Linked DNA regions of Gossypium hirsutum: all the other regions are linked to region 1. The links are chromatin contacts, called in public Hi-C maps. All regions are on one chromosome and are shown on one strand. The core of a region is the stretch at or near the end of the contact, and the rest is flanking DNA. Distances in the headings are between cores, read along the strand shown.

The links. Hi-C and Micro-C count contacts between places; a contact is called where the count stands out from the background.
Region 2: a contact with region 1 is called in a Hi-C map of leaf, with 1.8 times the contacts expected there. The contact joins the enhancer-like site here to the promoter of LOC107954703 in region 1. A contact is called at or near these places in 4 of 34 Hi-C or Micro-C datasets (callus, hypocotyl, leaf and 1 more).
Region 3: a Hi-C map of leaf shows a contact between it and region 1, with 2.0 times the contacts expected there. The contact joins the enhancer-like site here to the promoter of LOC107954703 in region 1. A contact is called at or near these places in 10 of 34 Hi-C or Micro-C datasets (anther, callus, hypocotyl and 2 more).

The regions. Positions count from the first base shown.
Region 1 is chrD07:36,807,546-36,810,749 of Gossypium_hirsutum_v2.1, forward strand. LOC107954703 (TBC1 domain family member 2B) reads right to left here and starts at 1,461. Exons shown (of 7, transcript XM_016890339.2): 1 at 258-1,461. The coding sequence starts at 746.
Region 2 is chrD07:36,645,752-36,648,955 of Gossypium_hirsutum_v2.1, forward strand. No RefSeq gene overlaps it. Among protein-coding and RNA genes, the nearest start is that of LOC121219069, 23 kb to the left of the region's middle. Within about 2 kb of position 1,615, at least 3 of the 9 cell types and tissues checked have an H3K27ac peak or open chromatin away from gene starts, as enhancers often do. A contact at or near this core is called in hypocotyl and leaf, where this site is marked.
Region 3 is chrD07:36,960,465-36,963,668 of Gossypium_hirsutum_v2.1, forward strand. No RefSeq gene overlaps it. Among protein-coding and RNA genes, the nearest start is that of LOC107954704, 43 kb to the right of the region's middle. Within about 2 kb of position 1,762, at least 9 of the 9 cell types and tissues checked have an H3K27ac peak or open chromatin away from gene starts, as enhancers often do. A contact at or near this core is called in hypocotyl and leaf, where this site is marked.

The DNA of each region.
Region 1 (3,204 bases), core at 211-2,710:
TAGAAAAGAATATTTGGGGAATTCAATATCGAAATCCCAACATTAACCTATAAAAACGAAACCATCCGCTCATTTAGGTCGATCATAAGATATTATGAATTTTACAATTCCAAATTCATAGTGCAAAATTAACCAAGCCTATAGAAAAAAGAAACAAAACAAACATCACCTCCTGACAAAGATCCATGTAAAAATAGGGGGAAAAGAAACAAATATCAATGAAGCAAATGCAAAAACACCCAAAATGCAGGACTTACATGATCAATCTGACGTGTTGCAGGCGTGTCCATACCCTCTACCGCCTTTAACAAATCATTATAATAGCTTTCAGGCACCGTAGACTTCTTCTTGGCGGCACCCGAAAGCGAAAACCAAACCTTAGGCCTAAGCACAGGGGGAATGCCTTTCCTAATAAGCTTCTTCAATGTGATCGCATTAACAAAACCTGACAATTTGAGCGAAGATTTCAACCCAATCCCTTGCGATATCGAAATCTGCGGCTGCAAATACCAATTGGCCCCTTTGCTTGCTTCGAGTGCCCACCAAACACGCCCTTGTTGCCTCACCTTTTCTCTTACCTCATTCAACACATTAACATCGTCCACATTGCCTTCTACTGTGAACCCATAAAGGTCTTGGAATTTCACTATTATATTTGCTCTTCTCGCATGGATGCTTGGCCTTAAGATGTGAAATTGCGCTTGCCATTCAAAGGCAATGTCCATTTTGCTTTGGGGACCAAACATTTCCCCCCCCTTTTTTTTTGTTCTTTTTTCTCGATGATAGATTAAGAGAAAAGGAGAAATGGGTTATAAGGGCTGTATCAGGAACGAGAGAAAACTACGAACTTTGAACCATGAAAAAAGGTTGATTTATTTGGAGCTTGCAAGCTTGGAAAATTGAAGAAAGACAAATTCTTTCAAATGGGTTTTATATAAAGAAGTTGATAAGAGGAAGAATTACGATCTGGCAGAGATAAATGCTCTCACAAATTTGGATGGCTATCAAAGTTCCTTTTTCATATATTCAAAACAAACAATGTACTTTTGAAAATCGAATTATTTTCAAAAGCGCCAAAGCTTGAAAAAATAAAAAGAAAGAAAAAGGAAAAGCCAAGCCAAGCCAAGCCCAGATAACAATTCTTTTATTGTTTCTCAACGAGAGAGAAAACAAAACGAAACGAAACAAAATTTTCTATAAGAGGAGTAAAATTCCTTTTTTTCAATTCTTTTATTTCAAAGGACATGGATGACTAAAAAAGACAAGGGAAAGAGGTTATGAAAGAAACCGAATTAATAGGTAGGTAAAAATAAAAGCTAGGCAATCTAAAGAAAATTAGGAGGTTGTAGGTGGTGGGAGTCATCTTCATCTTCATCTCTTTTCCTCATCAGCAAAAATGAAAAATCCCCACTGTCATTATAATAACAACAGAGGAAAACAGTTTTACCCTTAAAAATTGTTTGTATACTCGAATTTTCTGGACGAAATTGAAAAAATAATTATCTCACTATTAACATAGTATATTCATTATTACTCATGTCTACAAAAGAATTTACTCGTTTAATTCTTAATAAATTAAATGTATTATTTTTTTGAGTAATTAACTGATATATAAATATTAATTATATTGTTCAGTATCATTTTAACCACTATCATCAATTTCTTTGGGATATACTTTTATTCTAACATAATTTTTTTTTATTAAATTTAGCATTATTAATGTTAGTTTCAAAACAGTTTAGTTTTTTTCCCTGGTTTCTAAAAATACAATTATTGGAGCGTTAGAGAGAGAGAGAGAGACGTTACCCACGGACAGCGTTTGATAGGACAGTGATAATGGACTAGCGTTGATATTAGACCTGTCCATGGGCTGGGTGGCCTGGCCCGGCCCGACGATCCGTCCGAAATATGGGAGGGTTTGAGTAAAAATATAGGTCCGAAATATGGGTTTGGGCAAAATTTTAGGCCCATTTAAAAAATAGGCCGGGCCTCGGGCAAGATTTTTTGGCCTGGGCCCGCCCGGCCCGAAAAATATTAAATATATATTTTTTTATTTTTAAAATATAATAGTTTTTTATTTTAAGTTTATTTACTTTCATTTACTTGACTAGTGTTACAAAATAATAATAATAAAACATCAAGTTTGTTTTACTAATCAAATGTTAGATTTTGTTACAACAATTAATACAATTAATACAATTAATAATTTGATAAATTTACTAATCAAATGTTAGATTTTATTACAACAATTAATACAATTAACAACTAAAAATTTGATAATTTTACTAACAATTAATTTTAATAACAATTAGTTTTAATTTTATTAAAAAAATAATTTTAATTTTAATTAAAAACAGGCCGTGCCGGGCCGGGCTCGGGCCCCATATTTTTTTCGGGCCGGGCCGAGCCCGGGCCTAGTAAACGGGCTGAAAATTTTTTGTGGGCCCAGCCCAAACCCGACCCGGCCCATGGACAGGTCTAGTTGAAACTCAATCTAACTGTTCTGTTTTTATTTCCTGGATGACTGAAATGCCCCCGCCATTATTCGGAAAATTATTGCTTCTCTATATATATACTTTTCAGTAAATAATAACCAAATTGGTAGCGTGATTACACTTCGACGTGGGAATTGGGTGAGTTCGGGATGGAGCTCTTCCTTCTTTCTTTTTTAGATAGCATTCCGTTCGTTCGTGAGACTAACTAACAATTACATAAAGGTTTCATCAGTAGTATGGCCAAGTCGGGAGCAAAAGCTGTTGACAGGTCTCTTTGTCACCCAGTCAGCTAATTTGCTTTTGTTTTCAGATACATGGTTGAAACTGTTGGAGATCGATTAAACAATGAATAAGTAAAAATAGTGAAAGAAATTGAAAAATTGAAAACAAAAATTTAACGTGAAAAAATTCCTATAAGGAGAATAAAAATGCAAAAATAATTTTACTATAATGGCAAAATAACGAAGATTACAAAAGATAGAGATCAAAACTAAACCTCAAAACTCGAAAACAAAGAACCCTCAAAACGTAAATACAAAATTTTCCAAAAGTTTGATGAGTTCTAATATTTAATGGGTGTTTTTTTCTAAGGTTGTAAAAGAACCTATTTATAGGTTAAATTCATACGTCAAATAATAATAAAATCATCTAGACTAATTAGAGTTCAATTGAAGCAAAAAAAACATAGTTTAACTGAGAGACTATCTTT
Region 2 (3,204 bases), core at 365-2,864, 160 kb before region 1:
TTCATATTTATCATGTTTCCAGAGCTTACCTGTTTAGAAATGATCGGCCAAATTAAATCATGATTCGTAATTTCAATGCGTATGAAGGTTCATGTCAAAATGACATATTAGTTTTTCAATCAATTTGCTCAGTTCTAATTAGACTAAGGATTTGTTTAGATTATCTACTAATGTAAGTAGTCTTTCCGCATTACGATCTAACCATGTAATGCTATTTAATATTAGTCTAAACGTTGGATAATCAATGAGTCGATATTTGCTTTCACTTTGCTTTGAGTGAAAAACTGTTGATGATAATATACAAAAGATGTTAATGATACTGATGGATTTTATTAAACCAATTTGTTCACAAAATTACAAGCACATATACAAAGTCACTACATTAAACACAATAGATCCCAACAGGAGTTGCCTTGATAAAGTCCTTGCTAAGGTCAAAACTCATCTGTCAAGATCCCATTCCATGCCAAATCCATGCAAATTTCGAAAGTGAACAACTAAGAAAAATTAATCATGGTGTTAATGTCTTCCATCAATTGTACATGATTTTATTGATATAATAACAAATTTAGCCTTCAATGTTTATATATTTTTCATTTTGGCCTTAATTATAAAAAATTCAACAAATTCAACCTCAACAATTTCACATTTACACAAATGTTGTAGGATAAATTCGTTAAATTTGGACAAAGTTGTCAGAATGTGTAAACTTTATAGGCTAATTTTTTTTATTATACCAATCAAAACAATGTACAATGGATGGAAAACATCAACACCATGATTAATTGTCCTTAGTTGCATAATTTCGAAATAAAAAGAGATTAAATTGCTCTGATATTTTTAGAAGAACCAATTTGCTCAAATTTGAAATTGAGAGAAAGAGAGGTCTTTTTATCATTTACTTTTGTGAAAAATGAAATATTCTAATTATTATGTTTATTTTTATCCATAACCATCTAAAATAATAGAATATAAAATATTATTTTTATAAGATTAAAATTATGGAATAAGCAATTTTCAAATATTATATTTTATTATTATAAAACAACATATTACATTCAAAAATTTGTTTTTATTAAACATAATTCAACGCTTATAAAATTATATATTACAAATTGTATACTTAATTTTTAATAATTAAATTAAAATGAATTCTATGCGCCTAAAATTTACAAAACTCGAACAAATTTTAAGTGAAAAACTTCACCAGACTTGATAATTAATTAAAATATTTTCAACAAAATCAAGTTTGATTATTATGTCACAATTTTCAGCCATAACTATATTTTCTTAACTATCTATTTCACCCCCAAAAAAATACTATTTATTATGATAAGTTATTTCAAATTATTTGAGTTATATAATTCAATCCCGAATGAAACTATTTATTCAAATCAATTAAAAATTCTAATTATTTAATTTTAAAATGAAAATTCTAACCGAATCAAATTTAATAATAATATTTACATTCGGCGGCTTTCAAAGCTCCAAAATTCATCTTCCCAAAGGCTTAATTCAAAAACAAGTGCCGTGTATGTTGGTTAAGGGATGAATGATTACTATTGCATTCAGATATGGATAACAGCCGTTTAATATGAAGTGTATTTTCAAATTCAACACATACGTTAGGGGAGATGAGTGGTTTTAAAGAAAGAATGATAGCACGCCTATATTGGCGAATGGGAATGGACAAAATATCCTTGCGAGTCTTTTGGAACATTAAAGATGGTGTTGGGAAGAAGTAAATTTCAAGTTTTGTGGGTGGTGGGACCTTATATTTGTATGCATGCATATGCCACAAGTTTCTTGTGATCTATATAAATAATGTACAGCTCCATCTTAAATTTCAAGGAATGCCTAACTGCTTTTGACAGACAAAATCCATCTTCTTGGTGGCTTCAATTAATCCAATCAATCATACCTTTGTTAAACATGTGACCATGAATATTCTAGGACTGGCTGCACCCAACTCATTTACTGCTTTTGTTTTCTACTTTAAATTGATTCATAGAGGAAGCATAAAATTAAACGATTGAAGATGATACTATATATAAATTATGCTATACATAAATAAAATTATCTTTAAAAATTGGTGTAGAAGTACATGCCAACATCTTTTTGAAGTGAACTTAGTAAGACTTTTTGACGAAGTTTCAAAGAAAGACTTGTGGGCATGGGTTAATATCATTGGTGGACAAAATTTAACTTATGTACCCAAAATGGCTTGAAATGACCGCGGAGATTGGCTTTAACGTCCAAGCAAATGTAACCAAAAGACTAGGGTACCATGCAATAGTATTTGTAGCACTTATTGGCTGCTGAAACTAAACTCTTTTTCTTTTTCTCTTTTCAAAAAAAAAAAAAGTTTGCAAGAAAAGAGTGTTGCATATTATCCTTTTAGGTGACTTTTGGTTCAAGTATTCTCACTTAGATTTCAAAGATTAGTTTGAGTAAATAGTTTTTAGTGTAAGATTTCGAAATATAAGAAACAATTTCAATACCATATCTTTTTTAAATGATCTTATATTCTTATGGTAATATGGGATTGTTGACAATTTTAACACTCTTTAATGATTTAGATTCATTTTACTTAACTAAAACAAAATAATAATAATTAATGAATTAACATTTCTGGTTCTTTGATATATTCTTCAAAAAAATTTAATATTTTGTCCATTTCATTTTGCTCAAAGCGTTAAATTTATAATAAATTTACTAATTTTTATAGTTTTGATCAATTTTACCTTTAAACTATAACAAATAATATGTTCTAATATTTTTTTCATTTTCCCCTCACTTTGATAAAAAGAAAAGTCATAGCTATTTATTGTTATTCCCCATTTTCAGTTTCTTTGATTTGAAAATGATATATGAAATTATTTTACTAGAAAAATACTTCATTTGTTAGCATAATAAAACACTATAACCTTAAACTATTGTATAGTAAAGAATAAAAAAAAAGTAAAAACAAATTCTATGAGGACAATTTAGTAAGACATGTTTTCTGTTAATTAATCAAAAAATATCTCCCATTCTAATAAAATGAATAAAATAAAGTAATGTAATATATGTAGGGGTGAGCGTTTGAACGAACCGAATTGAATTGAATGAAAAAAATTCGATTTAATCAAGTTGACAAATCATATGTTATCATGCTAACTCAATTTGAAATTTTCTCGAATCGAGTCGAGTGAGATGAAATTT
Region 3 (3,204 bases), core at 512-3,011, 150 kb after region 1:
AGACAATATATTGTGACAATAAAGTTGCCATGCTGGGATGGTACAGTTAGTCTAATAGGGAAAAAGCTAGAACTTAATTATAAATCATTTGAGCCTCAACCACATATGTTCAATTAGTCTCTTTGTTAGCTCGTTAAAACCAGAAATGAATTGCGTGTTTGAATAGAAATGAATGAAATGAATAGAAAAGAGAATTGGGAAACATTCAGGAAGGATTATGATTTTCTCTAAAATAGAATGAAATTTGAAAATGAATGTAGGTTTCCAAAAATTGAAATTTTAATGAAAATGAAAATGAAAATGGAAATTTGCAATCCTATATAGGATTACTTAAAAAATGATGGAAGAATGAGTTTATGTTTTTGGATTGTTTTGAAGCCTGAAAATGCAAATAAATCATTTGGTCATAGTGAACATGTTGAGTTGTGACATATTGAATGAATTTTGTCAAAATTTTAGCAGGGGCAAAATTGTCAAAATTTTATCGGGGGTAAAATTGTTAAAATTTACTGGTAAAAAATTAAGGTGAGAAAATTATTTAATATGTATATATTAAATTTTATTTTGGAAAATAGAAAAACTAAATCGGATTGGATTATATTACAGAGTACTAGGTCAAAATGGCCTAAGAAGTACTCACAATTGGACTCAAAGTGAGAGAGGCCCAAAACCCCTCATATAAAATGAATGAGGCAACAACCTTAGTAGAAATACAAGGGTGAGTCATTCACCCTTCTCCTATTCTAAGTAGGATGTTGTTTCCTATTTAAACAAACATCTACAACTCTACAAGGGTTCTATCTTCTCTTCCTATAAATACATGACACTGGTAGAGCTATTAACACAACTTTTAAGAGATTGTTATTCTATTGAAAAATTAAGAGAAATTATTCTAAACTTATAAATATATTTTCCAGAATAATAATTTTTCTGGTTTCTATTAAAGAAGAGAAAATTTTTGTTTTCACACCATAAGTAAATTTTTTTCTAGTTTTGTGTTTTGATTCAATTGGTTTGAGCACACACTCGAAGCAAGTCGTGGTATGAGAACAGTAGAGACGATCATTTGGTTGAAAACCAGAAAACATCAAGGATTCATTTATCCGAAAATACATGTATGAATTTAGTTAATGTTTATTAATATAAATATCATAAACTAGGTCAATTTGTAAAATTTTAATTTTCCACTGAACAAGAAAATCATTTTCAAACTAGATTTTTTCCAACACGATTAGCATACATTGCGTCAAAGTCATGGAACTTGGTCTATTTGAGCGTGTACTACTTCTAGCAGATACTTAATGAATGCTTTGCTCTAGCCAACATTCCCACTTTCCCAATTATTGTTGGGTTTAGGAAGAAACCCTTTCCCCTTTTACAAGTGTCACCCTTAGAGTTTCAGAATTTGAATCATCTGATTTATTTCAACCAAACTTCCTTTATAGGTTTGGATATTTAAACTAAGGCGTGAAGTTAAGAGGTGAGTTGCTTGAAATTCTCCCTCTCTTCCTTGTCGATTAAGTTACTCTATGTTTTCCTCTCACTTGTACTTCTCCGTTTCCCACATCTGTGTTCACTTTTCTTCTTTCCTTGACCGCCTCTCGTAAGTTTTTCAGGTAATTTCTCGAGGCTTTCCCTTTTTTCTTCCTTTCTTTTTGTTATCCCCAAAATGCTTAGGATCAAACTTAGTCATCGCGAGGGGGTCAACCATCGCAGCAGTGGTAGTAAGAAAGGACGTGGTGGTAACAATGAAGGCGATGGGGTTGGGCCCAGTGCTTGTGGGATACATACTTCGTGGAAACTGCCCCTTTTCATTATACCACATCACAGGGGAAATGGTTCGCTACTTGAGCGTCTGAGGAATTCAACTTCCTAATTTCTCTTATAACTGAAGCCTTTTTCAAGGCGAGTGTTGACTGAGCGACACCTCCGACAACATCCTTCTTCTGCTTTATCTGTTTGAGGCAAGGTTTCATCTCCCCATTAATTCTTTCTTTTGCTCTATTCTTAATGAGTATGGGTTCACACTTTGGCAACTCACTGGCTTTTCTTGATGGACCCTAGTTGCCTATTTCATCGATTGTAGCCTAAGAGGTGAACCACCCCTTCTTGGCATTTTCTAGTGATTATACCAGTTAAAGGTAACTTTTTGGGGAGCGTCGGTTGGGTTGGACCATTTTAATGCTCGTCAAGGGTACGTGCCCATAATAAAAAACTGGGCTTCCAACCTTCACCTTAACAAAAAAAATTCATTCGGGTGAGGTGTAGGCTAAAGGGTGGGTTTGGGTTCTTAACCCACTGGTATATTCCTCTAGAGAATGTCTGTACTTGCATGCAACAGTTGGATAATGAGGCTGTGGAGGATTAGTTCAAACACTTGAAATTGGGCCATTCTCTCATGCTGGAGAATCTTATTACAACTAGAAACGTTTTTTGTTTCTACTTAGATAATCACAACCCCAATGGTTACAAGCCTTCAATAAATACTCTTGAGGCCATTTCTTGGGTCGCACGCCCTTTAGATACAATGTGGCCCTACAAGGCTTCCAATGACTTAGCCACTATTTTGTTCGAGAGGAAGGAGGAACCTTCAAACTTATTTTATTCTTATTGAAGGCTACGTGCATGCCCCTGGTCCATCCCTTTTGCAAGGGTTGCAGGCGAGTCCCTTAGATAAAAATTTTGTTCCTCGTATGGCTGATCTTGAATTTTCTTTTGCAGGTTCTACTCAATCGTTCACTCCTTCTCGGACTTCCAACAACATAAATGTAGACGGCGTCATAGATAGGGCTCTAAAGGCCATTGATGATTTTGACACAAGGGTGCAAGTGGGTGTTAGCAGCCGTAAAAGGTCGAGGATTGATGTGTAGTACCTCAAACCCGATCGTAATAGACTAACCCGAATCTAGAATGCCACATTATCCACGTGCATGACTCTCATTACCAGTCAACCAGCACACCACATATCCAACCATCACACCTAACAAACATGCTTTAAACACTTAATCCTGAACATGCAAGCCTAAATTATGCATCGCCTATCACAATTTAGCAATTTAAAAACAAGAGTAAAATCGTGCCTTTAAACATCACTAGCCAAAAAAAAACACGTAAATCATAAAATTAATAACAGGTGATTGGAACATTCCATTTTAAACCATTAGTGAAAATTATAGTTTAAAAACGACATTTAAAACTTATTTA